2 separate regions of the Gossypium hirsutum genome follow, and region 2 is linked to region 1. A link is a contact called in public Hi-C data. All regions are on one chromosome and are shown on one strand. The core of a region is the stretch at or near the end of the contact, and the rest is flanking DNA. Distances in the headings are between cores, read along the strand shown. Region 1 holds the start of LOC107955262 (desiccation protectant protein Lea14 homolog). Region 2 holds the start of LOC107955267 (delta(8)-fatty-acid desaturase 2).

Region 1 (2,984 bases), core at 162-2,661:
AATACTCAAAAATAAAAAAGAAGGAATGGAGATGCGGGGTATCGATCCCCGTACCTCTCGCATGCTAAGCGAGCGCTCTACCATCTGAGCTACATCCCCGAACGATTTTAGGTCTTAGAAAAATTTTTAGTATCTTTAATTTTGTATATTGACCATGTTACAAATCTTGATTGTTTATCTCGAACTGACCCAAGCCATTTCATTGATGGTGGAGATGTTACTTCAGTTGAGGGAAAGTCATCACTTTATCCCATCTGAGAAAGGAAGTTCATGTTCAAGGTCTCCACCGTGATGGTAATGAAATGTGTTTTATTTTAATGGGTTAGAATTGAACCTCTAAACTCATAATTAAAGGATTTCATGATTTCCCTTCTCTTTTGATCAAAGGTAAACTCAAAACTTTATTAAAAAAAAATATAGATCTAGGATTAGCTCGGATCGGTAAAAACAATTTATTCAACTTAAAGCACATATAGTATTTTTGACATATAATTCATGTTTCAGAAAAGAAAGAATACATGAGGGATGAATAGAAGTCAAAAGAAGTCTCTGAAAGTAGGAAGCTTGATCTCTCCTTTCTGAGAGAGAGGGATGGTCAGGTCTCCAAAGAGAGGAAGATCCACGGTGAGTCCCACTTCCAATTCATAGTCAATATCCCAGTCTGCACCGATGTCCTTTATCAAGCTTACCAATACGCTATGCGGTACCTTCACTTCCACGTCCAACATCGTCGAGTCGCTTGCCTTCAGTGAACCCGGGTCTGGTACTTTCCCCGATGCAATCACCCTGTCGCAATTTCACAAATCATCAATAGCTAAATCAAACGCCCAACATAATCCCAATTTCCAATGTCTAAGACGGTCCATTATTGGAATATCCGCTAGGAAGAATCTGTCAAAAGCGCCATTATAATTCTTGTGTTGTTTTTTTTTTCAGATTTCAAACCCCAAAGCCATTTAAACAGATCAGTATGAATAGAAAAATGTGTCAAACATGAATGAATAAACCATATCCCATGGTGCAACTTCAAAAACGAATCTCAGAAATCAAATATTTATAAAAGAAAACGAAAAGGAATAGTGAACAGAAGATTGATGAAAAGCGGAGAGGAGAGGAGGGGGATCAAACCTGCCAGCACTTTTGAGAGTGTAAGAGATCTCGCAGATGGGGATAGGAGCGCTATAGGGGTTGGTGACGGAGACTTTAGCTTTATACTGGATGCCGTCAAAGCCCGCATGGGTCAGATCAACATCCGTGATGCTAGCCTCAGGCTTCTTCATATTGGCCACCTTATCGGCCACAAAGTTCTTCGCCTTGTCCAACAACTCCGCCATCGTGTACAAACTGACTATTAGATTTGGGGGATGGCTCGATATCTGAGGATGCTGTCTGTTTTGACGTTAGAGACCCCTCATGTTTGGGTTTCCATTTTATAAGGGAGCGGGGGCATCTGTGTAGGTGACACGTGTAAATTAGACATGCTTGATGGATGATGATGGCACGTGAGAATAAACGCGTAGAGCTGTTGGTTAGTTTTTCCGTAGAGGGAGATCTGTGCTTTAATTTTGGCAACTTCTCCTGTCCACGTTTTAAGTAGTCGCAACTTCAAAGCAGATTTTTAGATTCTTTGTTGAGGGAGCTTTAATGTTTATTATTATTATTATTATTATTATTGAATTGGTTTGATAAAGTTAATTGTCTACAGAAAATGGGGATTTACGTCAGTAAATATAAGTTATTAGGTTGGGACATACAGTAAATAAATTATGAGTAAAAAATATGCAAATTTTTTTAAAATTTTATAGTTTATAATTGAATTCACGGGAGTTAATAAAATATATCTAAACTTTCTGGTAAAAGTATTTTATGTTTTTTTAATAATTTTATATTTATTTTAAAGTAAATATCTAAAACTATAATTTAAAAAAAAATCTGTGGTAAAATTAAGAAATTTAAAATTCTTTTGGGTGGATTCAATTAATTTTAATTTTGGTGTTATTTTTATATAATTTTTTCACCAATATCACTTTTAAATATAAGAATATGTAAATGATATTAATTTTCTGGTTAACTTTGTAAGTCATTTTTTCTTTTCTTGTATCTGTAAAATTTTAATATGAATTAAAGTTTTAATGTTAAAAAGATTATACTCTAACTAAACTAAACTAATAAAAATAGTTATAGAATTATTCTGTATTATAAAAAAATAGGATTGCATACATTAAAGAAATGTAAATAATATGATTGATAAAAGACATTATTAAATTAATCATATTAAATTATTTTAAAAAAATAAATGTTAAATTAAAATTTTATATATTGTTTTGGTAATTGAGTTTTAGCTTGATTGGTATGAATATTGTTTGTCAATACAATATGATTGAGTTTGAATGCGCTGAAGTATAATATCTTCTTATTTATGGGTTGGTGAGTGATTATGGTATAATCACAACTTATTCAAAAATTTATAAAAAAAAAAAACTGGGAGAATACGTGGGAAGCCCCTGTCCAGTGCCCACCCCTTTAAACTCGCCCCTAATCATGTGTGATTCATGTGGGAATCGAGATGGATGAAGCGTTTTCAAGTTTCAACCCCACTTTTTCCAAATTATTATGCTGCTTTAATGAATGATTCCTCATGATTTTTTTTTGTTCAATGTTCCTCTATATGATCTAATATATATATATATATACACACTATATTTCTCTGCATGTTCTCCATACATTTTTAAATGTAGTAAAGTATAGAACTGGCATTCTAATCTGTTCATTGGAGTTTTATTTTTATTTTTTATTTTGTTCACTAAATTATACAAAATCAAATATTTTAATCACCAAATGTTAATAGCGGTTTAAAATTTGACAAAAGTGTTAAAGTAGATTTTTTTATTGGTTTAATAATAAATTTAGTCCTATAATATTTACACATTCTCTCAATTAATCTTAAATATAAAAAAAATTCAACAGTTAAATATGTTATTAGA
Region 2 (2,984 bases), core at 325-2,824, 170 kb before region 1:
AAAAAATTTTAACTCAGCCGTGGGTATTAAAAGCTTCCCACAACAAATTCTTTGGGGCAGGGTTAGTTAAGTCTCGAGCTTGCAAGGCGGCAGTCCTCAGAGTCCTAATCGTTGATTTATTCGCCTCCCAGAAAGACAGACTCCGGTAAGGCAATTTGTGCTTCTTGCAGAGTTCCCTCACCAGAGGGGAAACCTTCCTCAAATGGCACCGCGGCAACCTGGGGAACAAATGGTGCTCTAACTGGAACTGTAAACCACCGAAGAACCAGTCCATCATGGAAGGACAAGAGATATCTATTGTCCCACTTGTTTGCTTCTCGAACCAGTCGTTGCCTGTTGGGAGTCCAACGTACACATTTGCTGAGAAATGGTTCAATGTGAACTGAACGTGTTGAATCGATGTGACGGCGAAGCTGGCAAGAACAAACATGATCCTCTCCGGCCAATTGGGAAGACATGAAACCAGGAGGGGAACCATGTCCAAAACACAAGGATTCCCATTATGTTAAAACCTCTATCTGGGACACTACGGTTTGAAAACAAGAGCAAGAATGTTTGGACAAATAGGTTGACCCTTGCCACAATCATGACAGGGTAATATGTCCAGTGCTGGTAACTGACAAGAAACCTTGCTAAAGGATCGAAATTTAATGTCCTTCCATAAAAGCTAGAGGTTAAGGAAGTGAAAAAGTGTGAAGAGACGGCAAAAACAGGAATGTGCTGGAGATCGGGATCGTGGTCGAGGCTGTTGCAGGCAATGTGGTGAGCATTGTGAGTCCATTTCCACCAGGCAATGCTGATCCCGGTTAAACAATTCCCAGATAAAATCTGAGCGAGCTTGTTGTAACCGCGGCTAGTCATTACCTGGTAATGACCTGAATCGTGACCAACGTATGCGCTTTGCATCCAAAGCAAGCCCAACAAGATGGCCGACCCAAGATGTGCCCACACGCTATCACATCTCAAAACACCATAAAGAACAACAAGAAACAACAGAGCTACAGCTGTAAGTGAAAAAAGGGCTACATGTCCTTTCTTTTCAAACATACCGGCTTTGGCAAACTCCGAGACCAGCCTCCTATAATCCTTGGATACCTCCGACACCTCGAAATCTTTGAGATGATAACCAGTGAACAACTTGTCAAGATACTGCCAAGCGGTTCCAGGGTGATACGCCAGAAAGGCATCGGTAACATCTTGGCCGGCCAGATTCAAAAGCGGGATTTCCCCACCGGGATGCTCCTTTGCCCACTCTGAAACATCGTAAACCTTGCCCTGGATTGAGATCCACAAATCCCCAGATTTGTTATGCTCTTTCAGCTCTTCCGCACTAATGTATCTTTTCTCACCCTCCATTGAACCTCAACCAAAAATCTTTTCCTTGCAAATCCAAGTATACAAATCAAAACCAAGAAAAACCCCACTCGGTGTTTTCTTGATTCTTTTTTTTTTCTGGAAATGGGTTTCGGACTGTTCAACCAAAAGAATCCATTAACAAGAAATATGATTTCGTTTTGATCCTTAAAACTTTCTCCTTCAATATTTCTCTCTCTCCCCCTTTATCTCGATCTTTTATATATACTCGGCACTGCCCCTCTGCTTTTACGGAGATTTTAACGAAGGTTACTTGCGCTAGACTTTTGCGTGACTAGATATTTTTTTAATTTAATTACTATCTTTAATTAACTTTTTCATATCTCATCTAAATAAGGTCTAATTTTGCTCTCACTACTCAATATTTTTTTACACTTACGATTTAGCCTTTTTTTATAACAATTAATACCACAATTAAAGAAAATATGTTAAATTGGATGATGTGATTTTTAATTAAAAATTTAAAAGTAAAGACTTTTTATTTTGCTACTTTAAAATGATGTTAAAAACCCTTACAACATGGGATAACATTTTTTTTACTTATTTAACTTTTCATACGTGCAATCTTGATCACCTAAGCAACTTTTTTTTTAATTTTTAAAAAATTATCAACTGATTAAATTACTAAAATTAAAATATGCAAAGAGTTTAGACACTAACAACATAATTAAACCTCTTTAAATCTAATCTAAATAAATATCTTACAAAAAGATTATTAAACTAATTTTTCTTTTCAAACTTCTAATTTAGTACTATAAAAATTACAGCCAATAAGGAGACGTTTTAAGTTTGACGAAGAGCCAAGGCCCCACGCGCAAGGGCAACACCCCATTAGGTAGCTCATAATTATATTGTATTTTATGTAGCTGTGCAGTGACATGTGAATCAGATCCTTATAAATTTGAATCCCCCTCGTTAACAAAACTAATGCATTGAAGTAAACATGTGTGAACGTGTAATTATTTCATTAGTTAAGTTAGCTTTTAATTATATAATTAGACATAATTTTTAACAGAAATGATTAATTTATTCTTTGATCTAACGTATAAGAATTAATTTATCCACTTTTTGAGTAGAGGAAGCAAATTACAATCTAGTTTCTAATATAAGGGCCTCTATGGTACTTTTACCCATATTTTATCAACTTCACAGTTCTAATTAGGTTAAGATTTGCTCCAAGTTCTTGTATTTTTCATAGATTCAGGATTTAGTCTTCTTAATTTTATTTTTAGGAATTTAGTCTCTCTACATTTTTAATTTAAAAATATAAGTTCGACTGTTAATATTATTAGCTTTATGTCTATTACAATGTTATTTTATTTGTTATATGGTTACCAAATGAGTTTTTTTTATTTTAAAATGTCACCCTAATGAATTTAAGAAAATAACTTTAACAATCTCAACAATCAGACCTAAATTTTTAATTTCGAAAAGATGAAGGACTAAGTTCGTAAAAATAAAAATAAAAAGATTAAATTTTAAATATTTGGAAAGCGTAAGGACTTGTAACGTATTTTGACGGGTATATTAACAAGTGGTCTAATGTCCGACCCCAAAAAAAATTTTTTTAAAAAAAGTAGTCTGATTTGATTATTAGGAAAAAGATTTGT

Evidence for each region. A called contact is a pair of places that touch in the nucleus more often than the background predicts.
Region 2: a contact with region 1 is called in a Hi-C map of hypocotyl, with 2.7 times the contacts expected there. The contact joins the promoter of LOC107955267 here to the promoter of LOC107955262 in region 1. A contact is called at or near these places in 2 of 34 Hi-C or Micro-C datasets (hypocotyl and leaf).

Annotation. Positions count from the first base shown.
Region 1 is chrA07:31,713,241-31,716,224 of Gossypium_hirsutum_v2.1, reverse strand. LOC107955262 (desiccation protectant protein Lea14 homolog) reads right to left here and starts at 1,411. Exons shown (of 2, transcript XM_016891005.2): 1 at 1,129-1,411; 2 at 429-786. The coding sequence starts at 1,334. The coding sequence ends at 537. It overlaps TRNAA-AGC (transfer RNA alanine (anticodon AGC)), which reads right to left and starts at 99; the gene lies at 27-99.
Region 2 is chrA07:31,885,721-31,888,704 of Gossypium_hirsutum_v2.1, reverse strand. It overlaps LOC107955267 (delta(8)-fatty-acid desaturase 2), which reads right to left and starts at 1,574. Exons shown (of 2, transcript XM_016891007.2): 1 at 471-1,574; 2 at 1-468. The coding sequence starts at 1,356. The coding sequence ends at 14.